Linked DNA regions of Macaca mulatta: region 2 is linked to region 1. Evidence: chromatin contacts called from public Hi-C data. All regions are on one chromosome and are shown on one strand. The core of a region is the stretch at or near the end of the contact, and the rest is flanking DNA. Distances in the headings are between cores, read along the strand shown.

Region 1 (4,196 bases), core at 1,137-3,636:
CTGGCAGGCACAGAGAAGAGGGCTGTCTGATCTGATAGACAAGTAATGGAGGAGGAGGGGGAGGGGGAGGGGAGGGGAAGGGACGGGAAGGAGGAGGGGGAGAAGGAAGGGGAGGAGAAGGGGTGGGAGGAGGGAGTCCCAAGATAGAGGTTAGGCCAGGGCTGATGGGCGAGCCCTAGAACCCAGGTCTTACCTGCCCCATCTCCTCTGGAGCACCCAACTCCATCCGCAGCCGCATGTCTACAGCTTTCCTCCGGGACAGTGGAGGGGTCCTGGTCCCTGAGCCCCCAGCCTCCGCGTCCACCCTCAGAGAGGGCAGGGGCGTGGCAGCCCGGGATGTGCCCGCACTCTCACCGGTCCCAGGCTCTGGGGGGCGCTGCTGGGGTGGGGAGGCCGACAGTGGGGGTGTCTCTGCCTTGGCTTTGCCGGGCACCACCAGCTGGCCCAGTCCCCCAGTGAAGGAGCGGGCCTGAGGTCCGGGAGAGGTGGGGGGTGGACGGAGCCAGGAGGTGGGGCCCTGAGACAGGCCTGACTGTGGGGTGGGGGTGCCCAGGCCGAGGCTGGCCAGCTCCAACCTGGAATCCAAAGATCTGCCCCCGGCGCCCCCTGAGGCCCCTCGAATTCCCTCCAGGAGTCGGCCGAAGCTGTGGGGCTCCAGGTCTCGCTCATAAACATCCACACACGTCCAGCGACCACGGCGATATGGCTCTCCCAGGCCGTGGGGCAGCTTCACCACCCGGAAACGGGAGGAGGGGGCCCCAGGTGGTGGGGAGCCATTCCGGGGGGTGCCCTTGCCCCCCGGATCAGGGCTGGGCTCCCCACTGGGCAGGCGGGGCAGGGGCCCGGTGGGGGGCTGTGGAGTAGGCGGATCTGAAGTCCCTGGGCTCCCCGGGCCCTCATAGTCTGTGGTGACGCTGGTGATTTGGAAACTACTCTTCTTCTTGCCCCCGCTCATGGTCCCTGGGGCTCAGGGCTGGGCCAAGGTTGGGGGTGGGTTGGGACTCCTTGAAGGGGCTCAGGCACCCCTGGAACAAGGGGGCCACATGGTGGGGGCATCCGGGCCCCTGGGGACGTCTGGGTCCGACATGGCAGGAGGGCCTGGTGGGAACCCGGGGTGCCTGCTGGGTGAGGGGAGAAGAGGAGAGGGGAGGTGGCGGGAGGGGGGAGCACGGGCAGGTTTTTCCTGCTGCTGTTGCTGCTGAACTCCAGAGCTGAGTTTGCAAACTGGAAAAAGAGGGAGAGAGAGAGTGTGTGTGTGTGTCTGTGTGTGTGTGTGAAACCAGTGGGCAGGCCACCTCCGGGGCTTCCTCTCCGGGGAGCAGAGTGGGGGAAGGGGAAACCGTCAGAGACCCGGAGACAGGCAAGAGATGACAGAGACCAGGGCAGAGGGGACCAGATCCAAAAAGGCGCTCAGAGTAGGAAGAGGCAGATGAGTTCCAGAGTTGTGCATTTCTCATCTGAGATTCTGACTCAGGGGGCGGGTATTGTCCCAAGAGCTTGGACTCCAGGGCCTGGGAGAACCGGGGTGAAGCAGCTCCCCAGCCTGGCCCGGCCACTCAGAGAGACCTCTCCTGGGCCTCGAGCCCACCCCAGCTCCCACATCCCTGGGGCAGGCCCTGCCCGGCTACCCCCAGCGCCCCACCCAGCCCCGAATCCTACCTCTGGGGCCTCAGCCACTGATCTGAGCCTGAGGGTCCCGGCGCCTAAGAGGTCGGGCTGTGCGTTCCCTGGGGCCTTCTGGCCAGGGGGAGTGGCGGGGCACGCAGGCGGCGATCAGAGGTTGCCCCGTCCTCTCCGGGGGCCTCAGCTCATCCTGGGAGGCATCTCCGAGGAAAGTTTGCTCTCCGGAAAAGAAGGAACCCGCGGCTCCTCCGAGGAGCCCAGGAGCGGCCGCTGAAGCCCCAGGGGTCTGGAGACTGATGTGGGAGAGGGCGGCCGAGCCCCCCGCTGCTCCCGGTGGCAGCCAGCGAGTGGGTGTCTCGAGTCTCCTCCCGCGTGGCCCCGCTGGGTCCGTGTCTCCGCTCCTCCGCTCCCCTGGGTCTCTGCCTCTCCGTCTTTCTCCTTCTGAGCTGTTGACAACCCCCACACCAGGAAGTCCTGCCTCCTCGGGCCTGCTGACTGCTCCTCTCCTCCTCCTCCTCCTCCTCCTTCCCCTCCTCCTCCCCTTCCTCCTCCCTCCCTCCCTCCTGGGGCTTCCCGCCAGCTGGCCCGGGGCCAGGCCTGCCACAGCCGCTGCTGTTGCAGTTGCTGCAGCCACTGCTTAGGCTGCTGCTCCTGGGGGCCCCAAACAGACTCTCTTAACCCCACACCTGCCGGGCCCAGCCCCACTCTTGCAGGCAGGGGCTGCAGAGGGCGGGGCTCGGGGAGAAAGGGGAGGAGCTTGCAGGGAGGCGAGGGATTCCCTTACTTGTAGTCAGTTGCTGCCATTGGCCTAGAGACACACAGAAGAAACGGAAGGCACAGGCCGGGAGGTGTGCTGGATGCCCACCCAGAAGTGCCCAGTCCCTGCTGCGGGGCGGCTGTGGCTGTCATTCTCCTTTGGTTTTCACAGCAACTGCATGAGGAAGGTACTATTATTCCCCCCATTCCTTATTTTTAAAAGTGGATTATTGCCGGACCCCGGTGGTGGCTCATGCCTGTAATCCCCACACTTTGGGAGGTCAAGGAAGGAGGATTGCTTGAGACCAGTTTGGACAATATAATAGCAAGACCTCGTCTCTACAAAACAAACAAAAAAAATTGGCTGGGCATGGTGATGTGCACCTATAATTCCAGCTACTCAAAGGCTGAGGTGGGAGGATCCCTTGAGCCCAGGAGTTTGTGACCAGCCTGGGCAATATAGCGAGATCCCCATCTCTACAAAAAATTAAAAAATAGCACTTTGGGAGGCCGAGGCGGGCGGATCACGAGGTCAAGAGATTGAGACCATCCTGGCCAACATGGTGAAACCCCATCTCTACTAAAAATATAAAAATTAGCCAGGTGTGGTGGCATGCGCCTGTAGTCCCAGCTACTCAGGGGGCAGGAGAATCACTTGAACCCGGGAGGCGGAGGTTGCGGTGAGTAGAGATCGTGCCACTGCACTCCAGCCTGGCGATTAGAGCGAGACCGTCTTAAAAAAAAAAAAAAAAAAAAGCTGAGTGTGGTGATGTAGACCTGTAGTCCCAGCTACTCAGGAGGCTGTGAGGCAGGAGAATCTCTTGAGCCCAGGAGGTTGAGGATGCAGTGAGCCTACATTGTGCCACTGCACTCCAGCCTGGGCAACAGAATGAGACCATGTCTCACCAAAAAAAAAAAAAAAAAAAAAAAAAGTGGATTATTATGAAAATTTTCAAACGTGCCATGCAGACATGGGGAGACCATGCAAACTCCACACGGATGGTGGTCCCAACCCAAAATTAATTTTTAAAAAATCATCAACGTTATAATGAAATGACATTCAATGAAATGACATGTGGGAGCCAGCTGTATTTTGCTGGACTATTTGAAACCAAATCCTGGATGTTATACTATTTCCCTTTGCCCCAACCACTCCCCCACATTTTTTTTAGAGACAGGTGCTCTCTCTCTCTCGCTCTCTCTCTTCTATTGCCCAGGATGGAGTGCAGTGGTGTGATCATAGCTCACCACAGCCTGGAACTCCTAGGCTCAAGCCATGCTCCTGCCTCAGCCTCCCAAGTAGCTAGGACTTTAGATGCACGCCACCACACCCAGCTAATTTTTAAATTTTTGTAGAGATGGGAGCTCTCACCATGTTGCCCAGTATGGTCTCAAACTCCTGGCTTCAGTTGGTCCTCCCGCCTCAGCCTACCAAGTAGCTGGGACTACAGACACACACTACTACGCCTGGCTAAATTTCTTTAAAAAAAAATTTTTTTTGGTAGAGATGGGGGTCTTGCAATGTTGCCCAGGGTCGTCTTGAACTCCTGGCCTCAAGTGATCCTCCTGCTTCTGCCTCCCTAGTAGCTGGGACCACAGGTGTACTCCACCACACCTGGCTAATTTTTTAGTTTTCATAGAGACAGGGTCTTACTATGTTGCCCAGGCTGGCCTCAAATGATACTCCCACCTGGGCCTTCCAAAAAACTGACATTACAGGCGTGAGCCATGGTGCCTGGCCTCAGGGAAATTTCTAACCCCTCTTTAGGGTTAGGTAAAAATAAAACAATGGAATACCTACCCTCGTTATGTATTTG
Region 2 (4,196 bases), core at 872-3,371, 220 kb after region 1:
TGGAGATTCTCCAAGCGTGGTAGGATGAAGACGCTGAGGCTTAAAGAAGAGATGCAAGCCCGCATTCCTGGCGGCTGGTCAGTTATCCCTGCTCTCTCCTCTCTGAGCCATCCCAACAAATCACACCACCGCTTGGCAACTGCCTACAAGTTAACAGTTTTTAAGCATTTTCACTCTTTACCTCCTGTGATCCCTTTTGCCCACTTGCCCAGCCATGGGCTCCAGCCAGGGAAAACAAGGAGGAAGCTGCTCCGACAGTGTGCCCCGACATCCTCGACACTCTATGCAATACTGGAGGTGTGCACGGTGGCAGTAATGACCATCCCAAACTCTCAAGCGTTACTCTGTGAGTTTGAAGCCATTTCACATTTGTTAGATTTTCAACCTCCTTCATCTAGCCGCCTCCTCTCATCTTCTCTCCTCTATAGTGGGCTATTTTTCTTTTTTAATTCCCAAATTCTAATAGCACATGTAAAAGTTAGGGCTAACGCATCAGATCACGGACACAAGACTGATGTGTCCAACAGGAGAACAAGCTAGTTCATAAGTTTAAGCACATGGTCCACTTGACTAACCACCCCATGGGACCCTCAGGGCCCCTGGTTCCCAGGCAATGGCAGGGACACCAAGTCCAGGTCTACCCCCAAATCCTTCCCAATGACACGAAAGACCGCTGGGGTACCAAGACCTACAATCTAAGAAAATCAGATTAGAGCTGGCTAGCCTGGTGGAGGGTGGCTAGCCTAAGTCTGCAAAGGGCACAGGAAAGATGGGAAGGAGAAAGAACCCCAAATCCCCCATGTCGACAGCAAAGAAGAGACCCTTACTGGTACCACCGATGGTGTTTCCATGCCAAAGGCCAGGGGTTGGCGGGGTTCTAAATCGAAACTGCTATATGGACTCGAAGGGGCAGTGCAAAGAGGATGGGAAAGCTGACGATCTTCCAGAACAACACTTTGAAAGGCAAGAGGGAAGTAAGGCTTGGGTGATTGGAAAAAAAAAAAAATTCAATCCAACTAACAAGTCTTTATGTAGCATCTCCCAGTTCCTGGCACTAGGATACAACAGACCTAGAGTCTCACCGGGAAAGCGAGTAATGACTGTGTAACAGAGGAGACAAACAAGGGGCTCTTAAAAAGTTACTTGGAAATTTTTTTTTTTTAAGGCAAGGTGTGAGAGCTGTGGCCAGGGAGCTGCTGCACCGAGGGTCATGAGCTGGGAAGGGCCTGGCCTGGGACGGGGAGGGAAAGCAGTCTCTACTATGGAAGGTGTTTCCCGCGGTTGTGCAACTGGGAAGGAGACCCCAATGACCCAGCACTAAGATCGCCGGAGCGAAAGGAAACGGAGGTGAGGAGGACTCAGGCGAGGTGCCTGGGTGGAGGAGAAGGCTTCCATGTTGGCCAAAGTCGTGGAAAGCTTGGACTTGGGGAACTGCAAGGCCCAGCTCCTTCCGAGGGGAACCCAAAGGCGCGCTGGGGAGAACTCCGGGGAGCGCGGGGCCCGGACACCTTAGGACGCTAGGGTCGGGGGCCCCCAGGCGGCCCACAGCAGGGCTTGGCAGAGGCCCGGGGGCGACCGTTAGGAGCGCGGGGGTGGAAGGCGGCGGGCCGGCCCGGGAGGACGGCGTGCCCTTCAGGGAGGGGCGCCAGGTGCGCGGGGGTCGAGCGGTCGCCCCCCAAGCCGGGCGCCGGCCTCCTGGGGCCTCCCCGAGGCTGGCCGGCTCTGGGGGAGGGTCCCGGCGGCGGGGAGGGGCCGGAGCGGGCGGGAGGGCGGGCGGACGCACCGGGCGGCGGCGGCGGCGGCCTCGGGGAGGAGACGGGGGAGGGTCCTCGTCGGCGGCCCGCGCGCTGGCTCCAGCGCTTCGCTAGCTCGCGGGCTCGGCGCGGCCGCCGCGGCGTCGGGGGCGGGCCTGCCCCGGGGCCGGGCTGTGAGCTGGGGGCCGCGGGAACGCCGGGCGCTTACCGCGGGCGGCGCAAGGGTCCGGTCCGGGGCGTGGGCGGCGCGCGGCGGGCTGGGGCCGGGGACGGCGGCGGCGACGGGGGAGGGGACGCTGGCGCTCCCGCGGCGGCCGCTCCTCTGTGTTTGTGTTTGTAGCAAGATGGCTGCCCGCCTCGCACCACGTGACGCGGACGCGGGGCCGCGGGGCCGCCCCCTCCTCCGCCGCCGCCGCCGCCGCCGCCTCCCTCCGCGGCTCCGGCCTGCGCCGCCTCTCCTCGTGCGCTCCTCGCGTGCCCCGCGCGCCGCTGTCCGGACGCCAGTCGCCCCCGACGGCCCCCACCTTCCCGCCCCGGCACGTGACCCGGGCGCCCGGCTGGTCACGTGACGTGGGCCCCTAACTGCGGGCGGGGTCGGCCCCGGAGCGGCCCCTTCTCCCCCACCTCCTCCGACCCTGCGACGCGCGACCCTTGGAACCGAGGCCGCGGCCTCCCTGGCGGTCCAGTTTCCTCCAGGAAGCCCACCTGGATGACAGGAGACAATAAAATCCAGAACCCTTCATCAGGCGTCCTGGGATGTGTGAAATAAGTGGCTCAGGCAGATGAGTTGACTCTCAAGAGCCTCTTTTATTTTTTTTTCTTATTATTTATTTAATTATTGAGACAGCGTGTGGCTCTGTCGCCCAGGTTGGAGTGCAGTGGCGCGATCTCAGCTCACTGCAACCTCCACCTCCCGGGTTCAAGTGATTCTCGTGCCTCGGCCTCCCGAGTAGCTAGGATTACAGGCACACACCACCAAGTTCGGCTAAATTTTTGTATTTTTAGTAGTGAAGGGGTTCGCCATGTTGGCCAGGCTGGTCTAGAACTCCTGACCTCAAGTGATCTGCCTGCCTCGCCCTCCCAAAGTGCTGGGATTACAGGCGTGAGCCACCGCGCCCGGCCTCTGTATATTTATTTTTTTGAAGCAGGGTCTCACTCTGTCACCCAGGCTGCAGTGCACTAACCCGATCTCGGCTTACCGCAACCTCCAACTGCCATGTCTCAAGCGATCCTCACATCTCAGCCCCCGGAATTGATGGGACTATAGGTGTGCATCATTGTGCCCAGATAACTTTTTTATTCTCTGTAAAGATGGGGGCAGGTGGCGTGTCTCACAACATTGCCCAGGCTGGTCTTGAACTCCTGGCCTCAAGGGATCCTCCTGCCACAGGCTCTTGAATAGCTAGGACTACATCCGTGTGCCACCACACCCAACTAATTTTTAAAGTTTCTTGTTTGTGTGTTTTCCAAGACAGAGTCTTGCTGTCACCCAGGCTGGAGTGCAGTGTCGCGATCACAGTTCACTGCATCCTCTTGCCCCCTGGGCTCAAGCAATCCTCATGCCTCAAGTGCCCTGAGTAGCCAGGACTACCAGGGCACACCACCACACCCAGCTAACTTTTTTTTTTTTTTTTTTTTTTTTTTGTAGAGACAGGTTTCCCCCATTTTGCCCAGGCTGGTCTTGAACTCCTGGACCCAAACGATCTTCCTCCCAAAGTCCTGGGATTACAGGCATGAGCCACCATGCCTGGCCTCTCAAAAGTCTCTGTTTCTCTTACAGAAAGATGTTAACACTGCTCTGCGCCCCACCCCCGACCCCCAACTCCACACTCTTCAGTGAGTGCTGTAAGAATTAAAATAAGTGAATGTGAAAGGCTTTGACAAGAGAGAAACTGCTATGCAAATGTGAGGTGACTGAAACCCCCTTTGTTTAAAAAGAGGACTTTTCAAGAACGACTGGCTGAACTTTTTCAGAGCTGCAAAGTTCCGCGTATGCTTTCACCTTTTTCATTGGAAGTTACTCCAGAATGTATACCTTACTGCTGTCGCCCAACACAATGTAATCCTCAAAACAAGGAAAAGGTAAGTTCATGACCTGGAATTTGAGTGCCTGGTGTCTTGCCATGATAGAGTGTTGACTTCAGGAACTATTATACCTGGAACAACTTTTGTTTCCCCCACCAAGTACCACTAGGCTTCTCTGCACTTGGCGTTTTCCTGTTTTCCTTTTTTAACTGTTTTATTTATTTAAGAGACAGGGTCTTGCTCTGCTCCCCAGCCTGGAGTGCAGTGGCACAGTCATGGCTCACTGGGGCATCGACCTCCTAGGCTCAAGTGATCCTCCCTCCTTAGCCTCCCAAGTAGCTGGGACTGCAGGGAGTGGCACACCACTATGCCCAGGTATTTATTTATTTATTTATTTATTTTGAGAAAGAGTCTCAC

The links. A called contact is a pair of places that touch in the nucleus more often than the background predicts.
Region 2: a contact with region 1 is called in a Hi-C map of fetal cortical plate, with 2.0 times the contacts expected there. The contact joins the promoter of GIGYF1 here to the promoter of NYAP1 in region 1. A contact is called at or near these places in 3 of 14 Hi-C or Micro-C datasets (fetal cortex germinal zone, fetal cortical plate and liver).

The regions. Positions count from the first base shown.
Region 1 is chr3:47,678,157-47,682,352 of T2T-MMU8v2.0, forward strand. It overlaps NYAP1 (neuronal tyrosine phosphorylated phosphoinositide-3-kinase adaptor 1), which reads left to right and starts at 2,387. Exons shown (of 7, transcript XM_077996318.1): 1 at 2,387-2,567. It overlaps TSC22D4 (TSC22 domain family member 4), which reads right to left and starts at 2,080. Exons shown (of 5, transcript XM_077996365.1): 1 at 1,660-2,080; 2 at 194-1,224. The coding sequence starts at 955.
Region 2 is chr3:47,900,856-47,905,051 of T2T-MMU8v2.0, forward strand. It overlaps GIGYF1 (GRB10 interacting GYF protein 1), which reads right to left and starts at 2,122. Exons shown (of 26, transcript XM_077996416.1): 1 at 1,963-2,122.